Linked DNA regions of Sus scrofa: all the other regions are linked to region 2. The links are chromatin contacts, called in public Hi-C and HiChIP or PLAC-seq maps. All regions are on one chromosome and are shown on one strand. Each heading gives the region's core, a stretch centred on a gene start, on an enhancer-like site or on the middle of the called end of the contact. The rest is flanking DNA. Distances are from core to core; before and after follow the strand shown.

Evidence for each region. A called contact is a pair of places that touch in the nucleus more often than the background predicts. HiChIP or PLAC-seq counts read pairs in DNA pulled down with a chosen protein or histone mark.
Region 1: a contact with region 2 is called in an H3K27ac HiChIP or PLAC-seq map of skeletal muscle. The contact joins two enhancer-like sites. A contact is called at or near these places in 1 of 47 Hi-C or Micro-C datasets (heart right ventricle) and 2 of 2 datasets of contacts at active chromatin or transcription factors (alveolar macrophages and skeletal muscle).
Region 3: a Hi-C map of heart right ventricle shows a contact between it and region 2, with 8 times the contacts expected there. The contact joins two enhancer-like sites. A contact is called at or near these places in 1 of 47 Hi-C or Micro-C datasets (heart right ventricle) and 1 of 2 datasets of contacts at active chromatin or transcription factors (alveolar macrophages).

Annotation. Positions count from the first base shown.
Region 1 is chr18:10,184,113-10,186,812 of Sscrofa11.1, forward strand. No RefSeq gene overlaps it. Among named protein-coding and RNA genes, the nearest start is that of CLEC2L, 9.1 kb to the left of the region's middle. Within about 2 kb of position 1,374, at least 39 of the 83 cell types and tissues checked have an H3K27ac peak or open chromatin away from gene starts, as enhancers often do. A contact at or near this core is called in skeletal muscle, where this site is marked.
Region 2 is chr18:9,985,519-9,988,218 of Sscrofa11.1, forward strand. The region is part of intron 1 of HIPK2 (homeodomain-interacting protein kinase 2); the gene reads left to right. It overlaps LOC106508201 (a long non-coding RNA gene), which reads right to left. Exons shown (of 2, transcript XR_002340220.1): 2 at 1,568-2,700. Among named protein-coding and RNA genes, the nearest start is that of HIPK2, 46 kb to the left of the region's middle. Within about 2 kb of position 1,368, at least 18 of the 83 cell types and tissues checked have an H3K27ac peak or open chromatin away from gene starts, as enhancers often do. A contact at or near this core is called in skeletal muscle, where this site is marked.
Region 3 is chr18:10,121,031-10,123,730 of Sscrofa11.1, forward strand. The region is part of intron 12 of HIPK2 (homeodomain-interacting protein kinase 2); the gene reads left to right. Among named protein-coding and RNA genes, the nearest start is that of CLEC2L, 54 kb to the right of the region's middle. Within about 2 kb of position 1,346, at least 3 of the 83 cell types and tissues checked have an H3K27ac peak or open chromatin away from gene starts, as enhancers often do.

The sequences.
Region 1 (2,700 bases), core at 124-2,623, 200 kb after region 2:
ACCATTCGGCACAGTGAGCCAACAAGGAAGGGGAATATCCTCTGGGGGCCAGAAGCCCCGCCCAAAAAAAACCCACCCAAAAAACCCATAATTTGGTTTCTGGAGCAGCAGCCTGCAGTGGCAGGGAACACTTCTAGAAAACTGGAAGTTCTGCTGCAGAGAGAGGTTGCACAGGCAAGCCCGGTTGAGGAGGCAGGTTGGAAAACTGCAGGCATCTTCCTGTGGTCTCCAAGTGTTAACAGAGATCTTGTCCTGGCGCAGATGCTATAGTTTGTGTGTGTGGCGGGCAGCGGGGTGCAGACAATAAACCTATCAGGTAGGGATGTTTGCTGTGAGGACACATAAGGAGAGAGGGGAAGGACTGGGGCGCGAGGCTGTTTCAGATGGGGTGGTCCGATCCCAGCATCTCTCTGATGGAGTAACTTTCAACCTGAGAGAAGGAGGGGACCAGGCATCATATTGAACCCCGAGTTCCCAAAATCTTACACAGTGCAGGGCACACAAGCAGTCTTGGCAAACGCTTCTTGCAATCCCACACAGGCTCATTTCAGCCCTGGCTGGCCTGTGAATTTGCCACTGAGCCTGGGCAAATCACCGCCCTGCCTCAGCTCCCCATCTCCCTGCTCCAGCTGTTTCCAGAACTGAAATGAAACACACATATGGCGAATATTGTGAATTAAGGTAACGGGTGAAGACTAGAAAGTGGCCTCCAGTTATTTTCAAATATGCCCAGACATTAATGAATATCTTAGAAGCTACAAAGCAGGGTAGAAATTTTTTTTCTTCTTACATTTTCTGATTCAACTAAGTGGGTGTTCAAAGTGGAAGAATAAGCACTGGTTTCCTGGAGTTCTAAAACTGTTTTCATCTTGAATGGAGTAAAGAGACAGCCTTGTAAACCTTCTTATGTTCCCTGGTTTGGCCTCGGAAATGACGGGTGCAAGATTCTCTGAAGTCCCGCCCCCTCCCTCATTGTTTCTGTTGATAACCCAGAGGTGACACCTCGACCTTGAAGGCCTGGGCAAGAATATCCTAGGATGCCTGAGCCCGGTGTTTTCACAGAGCTAAGTGAATTCACATCAAGCATGAGGTCTGACCCGGCTACACAGAGTGCGCTCCCAGTGGCTTCTTCGATAACAGGTTCACCCATTTTCAAAGCCTTTTGATTTGGGTGCCGTGATATGCGTGACTGTGGAGCAATTCCGCAAGCTTCCAGACACATTTCAGAGCTTTTCTTCTTGTTGTTGTTGTTATTTTAAATGCACAAGCCGTGAGCCTTAAAGAGCCACTCCGGTTTTTCGAGGAAACGGGGCCGCGGTCTGACCGTGCCGCCCCGGCACTGCTCCCCCCAGCGCGGGCGCCACCTTGACCGTGGCCTTGAGCCCAGAGCGGGCGCCTCAGAGGCCCCCTGCTCAGCAGGTGCGTGTTCTCGCCCCCTCTTCCAGGGCTCACGTCCTTGCCCTGAGATAGTCTTCACCTAAGAGCAACGTTTGGGGGAGGTAAAACAGGTCCCAACCCGATAGCGAGGGTGACACAGTCCGCGTCTGCGCAGAGCTCCGGCGGGGAGTGGGGACAGCCAAGGAGCTTGGCCCCTGGTCCCCTGCGCCCGGCGAGAACGCTAGGGAAGGATCCTGGGGCTACTGGGGGAAATCGCCCTAAAAAGCCACACCTCCCTAGCCCCCGAGCAGACCGGAAAGCCAGCACTCCCCCCCTCCCCTTCACAGAGCTATTCAGTAACTACCAAAGCCCTTCTTTATCCAGCTCCCCGCTGCCTGGATTCCTTCCAGGGACCCCGCCTCCGGGAAAGAGGCTGTCCGCAGCTTTTTGCTTTCCCTTTACACGGGGTCGCCATCTAGTGACAAGGATATATACTACCACGTTCTAACTGTTAGTGTTAAATGATCTAACTTTTTTTTTTTTTTTTTTTTTTTTTTTTGTCTTTTTTCTTTTGTCTTTTCTAGGTGCGGCATATGGAGGTTCCCAGGCTAGGGGTCTAATCGGAGCTACAGCTGCTGGCCTCAGCCAGAGAGCCACAGTAACACGGGGATCCGAGCCTCCTCTGCGACCTACCCCACAGCTCACAGCAACGCTGGGATCCTTCACCCACTGAGCGAGGCCAGGGATCGAACCTGCAACCTCATGGTTCCTAGTCGGTTTCGTTAACCACTGAGCCACGACGGCAACTCCTAGATGATCTAACGTCTATGTTCTAATGTTCTAATATTAATGTTCTAACTTCTAAGGGCTAATGTGTGGACCTTTATGGTGAGTGCGGGAGAGCACTCTGGGGGGGACTGGACCCAATTCCAGGTCCTGTGGGGGGCGGATAAGGAGTGGCCTTTCCCTGTCCTGCAACTTGCTGGCCTGGGGCCATCTGGCAGGGGGACTCGGGTCTAAGCCAAACATTGAGTCAGGGCCCCTGTGGACAGCACCCTTATTCTTCAAAAGGGGAGGCCTGTGGCCCTGCTGAGGTATGCTCTGAGAGCCACACTGGGCATAAGACCTGTCTGGAAGGATTCCGGCTTAGAATACCCCGTGCTTGTGGACAGGGGTAAGTGTTCCCAGAGACCAGGATGCCAGAGGAGGGCATACCTGTCAGAGCCCAGCAGCACCTGCCTCCTCCCTCCCCAGGGCACATCCAGTTAGAGACTCAGAGGACTGGGGAAGAGAGAGGGCAGACGCCTAGGTTCCTGAACAGTC
Region 2 (2,700 bases), core at 118-2,617:
CGTTGCCGTGGGCTGTGGTATAGATCTCAGACGTGGCTCGGATCTGGCGTGGCTGGGGCTGTGACGCAGGCCGACAGCTACAGCTCCAATGTGACCCCTAGCCTGGGAACCTCCATATGCCGTGGGTGCGGCCCTGAAAAGATTTTAAAAAAAGAAGAATATGTGTATTTTATCTCATCCTTTTAAGTTTCCTACTTTTGTAAACTTGGTAGTAAAGTGTTTTCATAAACGTGGTAATAAAATAGAACATATATAATTCATTTAAAAGAAACACCGCATGTATTAGGAGTGTTCAGGGTTTTTTTTGTATTAAATGCTCAATCAAAACCACTTAGATCATAGTTGACATAAAAGAACACATGTGCGCTAGTATGTACCCAGTCCCATAAACGGGGTCCCATTTATGACCAGGAGTAGTGCTTTTTTTAAAAAAAATTTTTTTAATTGAAGTGTAGTTGATTTACAGTGTTTTAAGCGTATAGCAAAGTGATCCAGTTTACATATACATAGATCCGGTTTCCACTCTAGGTTATTAGCAGATGTCGACTATAGCTCCCCGGGCTCTACTGCAGGTCCCTCTTGTTTCTTCAAAAGATAATAGTGTGCTGGGGAACGCTTTTGATGGAGATGTCACCCGGAAGAGAAAGGTGAAGTCGGTAACATACGGAATCTGTATCAGGATCTCGGAAGCCCCGCACACACCCCGGGGTCCTCGGCAGGGTGGAGGGAAGTTGTTCTTCCCGACCCAGCTGCCCTTCCTCCAGGAGCAGCATGTGAGATGAGGAGCATGTCAGCCCTCGTCCCGTTTCACTGTCTTCCTGCTCGGGCTGTCCAGTGGTTCGGAAATAGCCCGCCGGGTCCCCCGATGGACCGCCAGGCGGGATGCCGCAGGGACCGTGGTTCCGTGAGAACTCAGTCCATCGCAGCCAGCCAGCGTGGGCGGTGCCTGACCTCGGCTGGGCCTCGGTGACCCTCCCCACCCACCCCACTCCTCCTCTGTCACCGACTGCTTACCTCCAGCCGACTGTGGGCCAGACGCCCCTTCCAGTGCGTGACAAACGCTGACTCATTACTTCACCACCAGGACCCACTCCCCCCATTTCACAGGTGAGGAAATTGAAGGTGCAAAGACGCTGCGTTGCTTACTGAGACCTTGCAGCCAGCAAGGGGCAGACCTCAGAAACCCTTGGAAACGAGCCCTTGGAACACAAACCGCTATTAAGTTAGGACCGCCTCTGTCCCCAGCTGCCATCCTGTGTGCCCCAGAGCGGGCACATGAGAGCTTTCTGACGTCTTCGCTGTGCTCCACGGGGAGGGAGCAGGATCCAGTATGATCGCAGCGGGCACCTCCCCTCCAGCCGCGTGCCAGTGGCCAGTGCTGTGGGGTTGCTGGGTCGTCACAGCACTGAGACTGGCCTGATGACTCACAGCATACAAATGTCCTTTGCCGCAGACCTAAGAACCTGCTGTAGTTTACACAGCGTGGAACAGCTAGCTCTTGGTTTGCCCTGCCACGGGATCCCCTACCAGCTGATGTTTATACTCACAACATCCGCACGCAAATAACTCCTTAAATATGGTATATTTAATATACAGTACTGCTCTTTGTTTATATCGTGCTTTGTAGTTTACAGAACCCATCCCAGTGTTACTTTATCATCCTGCGTGTGCTTACAATATCATTTCACTTGTGCTAGCAGGTGTTCTGGCTTCTCACCTTTCTCCCTTCTTTTGTTTCTTTCTCCTTCCCCCTCCTCGCCCTTCCTCCCTCCCAGCATCCCTGCCTGCCTTTCCCCCTTTCCTCCTCGCATCTTCCCACCCCCTCCCACCATCGGGCGGGCTTCCCACATCCATCGCTAGTTGAGTTTCGTCACCTGTCAGTTAAAGGCAACCGAGAGTAATGAAAAAATTCTCCAAGGAGCAAAGGAGCTGTAATGCAGAGTTACGGTTGTAAACAGCAGTCGCCATTTAAGTCACGTAAGAAGGATGTATTGCTGTGCTTTGAAGAGGGGGAAGGAAGGGATTCTGTCTCTGAAAAGAACCCAGGGGACAGGGTTCCATGCATTGGGCCTCCTGGGCATTGCTGGGTCTCTGTGGTGTCTTCACAAAGTTTTCTTTGCAGGTAGATAACAGCTTTGGAGAGAAATGTTCAAAGAAATACATAAACATGAGGACCCAAGGCAGCGACAGGTGGTACGCTGAGAGCAGGATGCACAAGGCGGCCCCCTTGTCCTGGTTTCTCTGTTCCAAGGCAAGAAGCTGAGGTCTAGACAGGGCAAGTGCCAGCCAGGGCTCCTTAACTTGCTGTGGCTAGCAGGGAGGCACTGAGCTTTTCCCTGCTTTCCAGAGAGATTGTGCTGCTTCAGAGTCACATGCTGAGCATGAAGAGCAAATACACTGGCGTAAAGAGAGGAGGTGTTCAACACTCCCCCCCGTGCCCCCACAGGACAGGACTTGGAAGTGAGATGGGGCCGTGGGCTAAGGATGCTTCTGTTGCCTTTCAGCCTGGAGGCGATGCGGCAGAGGCAGGCTGTCGGGGGCAGTCTGCCGTTTGGCCGGCATGACCTGTGACTGTTGTAAATACTTTATCACAGCTTCAGTACGAGCACGTTTTTCCCAATGAACTGCATCCTGAATTATATCACAAAGTGCGTTCGTTTCCTCGGGCCACTATTACAAAGTACCACAGACTAGGTGACC
Region 3 (2,700 bases), core at 96-2,595, 140 kb after region 2:
TCGTGCACCAAATTTAAAATGTAGATTTTTTTTTTTTTTTTTGTTCTCACTGATGATTTTTTTTGCTTTTTAGGACCAAACCCGAGGCATATGGAGGTTCCCAGGCTAGGGGTCCAACCGGAGCTGTAGCTGCCAGCCTACGCCACAGCCATAACAACACCAGATCCGAGCCGCGCCTGCAACCTACACGACAGCTCACAGCAACACCAGATCCTTAACCCACTGAACAAGGCCAGGGATCGAACCTGTGTCCTCATGGATGCTAGTCAGATACGTTTCCACTGCGCCATGATGGGAGCTCCTGACTTTCTTTTATTTCATTGGAGTATAGCTGGTTTACAGTGTTGTGTTGGGCTCAGGTGTGCAGCAAAGTGATTCAGTCAAACACACATGCACTCCTCTTCAGAGTCTTTGCCCGTAGCAGTTCTTGCCGAGTGTTGAGTAGAGTTCCCTGTGCTGCGCAGCAGGTCCTCACTGGTCATCCCTTACACATATATCACCAATGACTTGAGATCGAGAGCCACATAATACATCGGAAGGAGCCCCCTGGCCTGGTGGCATCAGTTTCCGGTCCCTCTCCTCACCTGAAAGGTTGGTTAGAAACAGCTGATCTTGTGTGAATTTCGAGTTGGATTGAAAGGGAGTGGGAAGTACACACCCCCGTTCAGGTGACCGGGCCCGAGCCCGTCACCTGCATCAGCTGGGACAGCTGTCCAGGCAGACACCCCCGGGTCCCACACCTAGAGAAGACTGCGTGAGGGGTGCTCCGCTGGCCAGACCAGAGGAGGAACGTTGGCCTGCTTGTGTATTCAGGGCTCGTGGGTGGGAGGGGCTGGTAAACAAGCCTGGAACACACTGAGAGGAGGGGGTGCAGGCTCTGGACAGCCCCACAGCAAAACAAACTCCACACCGAACTGGAAGATGGGCTGAGGGAGGTCCCGGCGTGTCCCAGCAGTAACTAACCCGACTAGGATCCATGAGGATGTGGGTTCCATCCCTGGCCTCGCTCAGGGGGTTCAGGGTCCGGCGTTGCTGTGGCTGTGGTGTAGGTGGCAGACGTGGCTCAGATCCCAAGTGGCTGTGGCTGTGGTGTAGGCCAGAAACCATGGCTCCACTTCAGCCCCTAGCCTGGGAACCTCCATATGCTGCAGGCGCGGCCCTAAAAAGCAAAAAAGAAAAAACAAATGGGCTGAGGGCATACGTGTGGCCAACAGCCCTATGAGACACGCTCACGTCATTCCTGATCAGGGACATGCAGATCCAAACCCCAGTGAGATGTCACCTCATGCTGTCAGGAGGGCTCTTATCAAAAAGACAAAAGACAGCAGGTGTTGACGAAGTGGTTGTGGAAACACTGGAACTCTTGTGCCCTGTGGGTGGGAAATGTGAATTGGCACAGCCGCTGCAGACAGTAGTACGGAGGTGCCTCAGAAAAAACTAAAAATGGAACTGCCGCATGATCCAGCCGTCCAACTTCTGAGTATTTATCCAAAAGAATTGAAATCAGGACCTCAACGAGGTAACTCCTGTGTTGATTGTAGCCTTATTCACAACTGCCAACATGTGGAAATCCCTTAACTGCCCTTCCAGTGAATGGACAGATGAATGGATGAGAAGACGTGACGTGCACAGCCAGGGAAATGCTTAAGAAGGGAAACCTGCAACATGCAGAAGACTTTTGGCATGAGCTCTCCAAAGTAGCCGGATTCATAGAGTCAAAGAGTGGAATCTTGGTTGCCAGGGACTGTGGGGAGAAGTGGGGAGTCACGAATCAAGGGGTATATACTTCAGTTAAGGGGGATGAGTTTTAAAGGCCAGCACCTCATCTCTAGTCACATCTCTAGTATAGTCACAGCTCTAGTACTATATTTAAAATCATGTGAAGGCGTTCCCATCATGGCGCAGCGGAAATGAATCTGGCTAGGAACCATGAGGTTGCGGGTTCGATCCCAGGTGTTGCTCAGTGGGTTAAGGATCTGGCGTTGCTCTGAGCTGTGGTGTAGGTCGCAGATTCGGTTCGGATCCCGAGTTGCTGAGGCTGTGGTGTAGGCTGGCGGCTGGAGCTCCGATTTGCCCCCTAGCCTGGGAACTTCTATATGCCGCGGGTGCGGCCCTAAAAAGAAAAATAAATAAATGGATAAAATTTTGTTAAGAAGATAGGTCTCATGTTACATATTCTTACCACAGTAACATACAGTTTGTTAAAATAAAGCTAAGACCATGCTTAGTCACATACACACCAAGTAGAAAGAGAAAAGTGCTACCAGCTCTTGGCTCAAACCTGACTCTGCCCCTAAGTAGCCGTGTGACCTTGAACAGCTAAGTGAGCTCATCTCCCCACATCTGAAAAAAATGAAAGCTGCAATATTCTCTACCAAGTGGTCTGGCTGTGAGGATTTAAGAGGCTAAAACAGGTCAAGTACTTTGAACAGCAGTTGTAAGTTTAATAAATATTACCCTTATTTAGGGAGTTCCTGCTGTGGCACAGTGGGTTAAGAATACGACTGCAGTGGCTCAGGTGGCTGCGGAGGCACAGGTTTGCCCCCTGGCCCGACGCAGTGGGTTCATGGATCCGGTGTTGCTGCCGCTGTGGTTTAGGTCATAACTGTGGCTCAGAGTCCGTGCCTGGTCTGGGAACTATCATATGTGGCGGGGATGGGGGGTATTACCTGTATTCAGTGTCACAGTAATAGAAGAGCA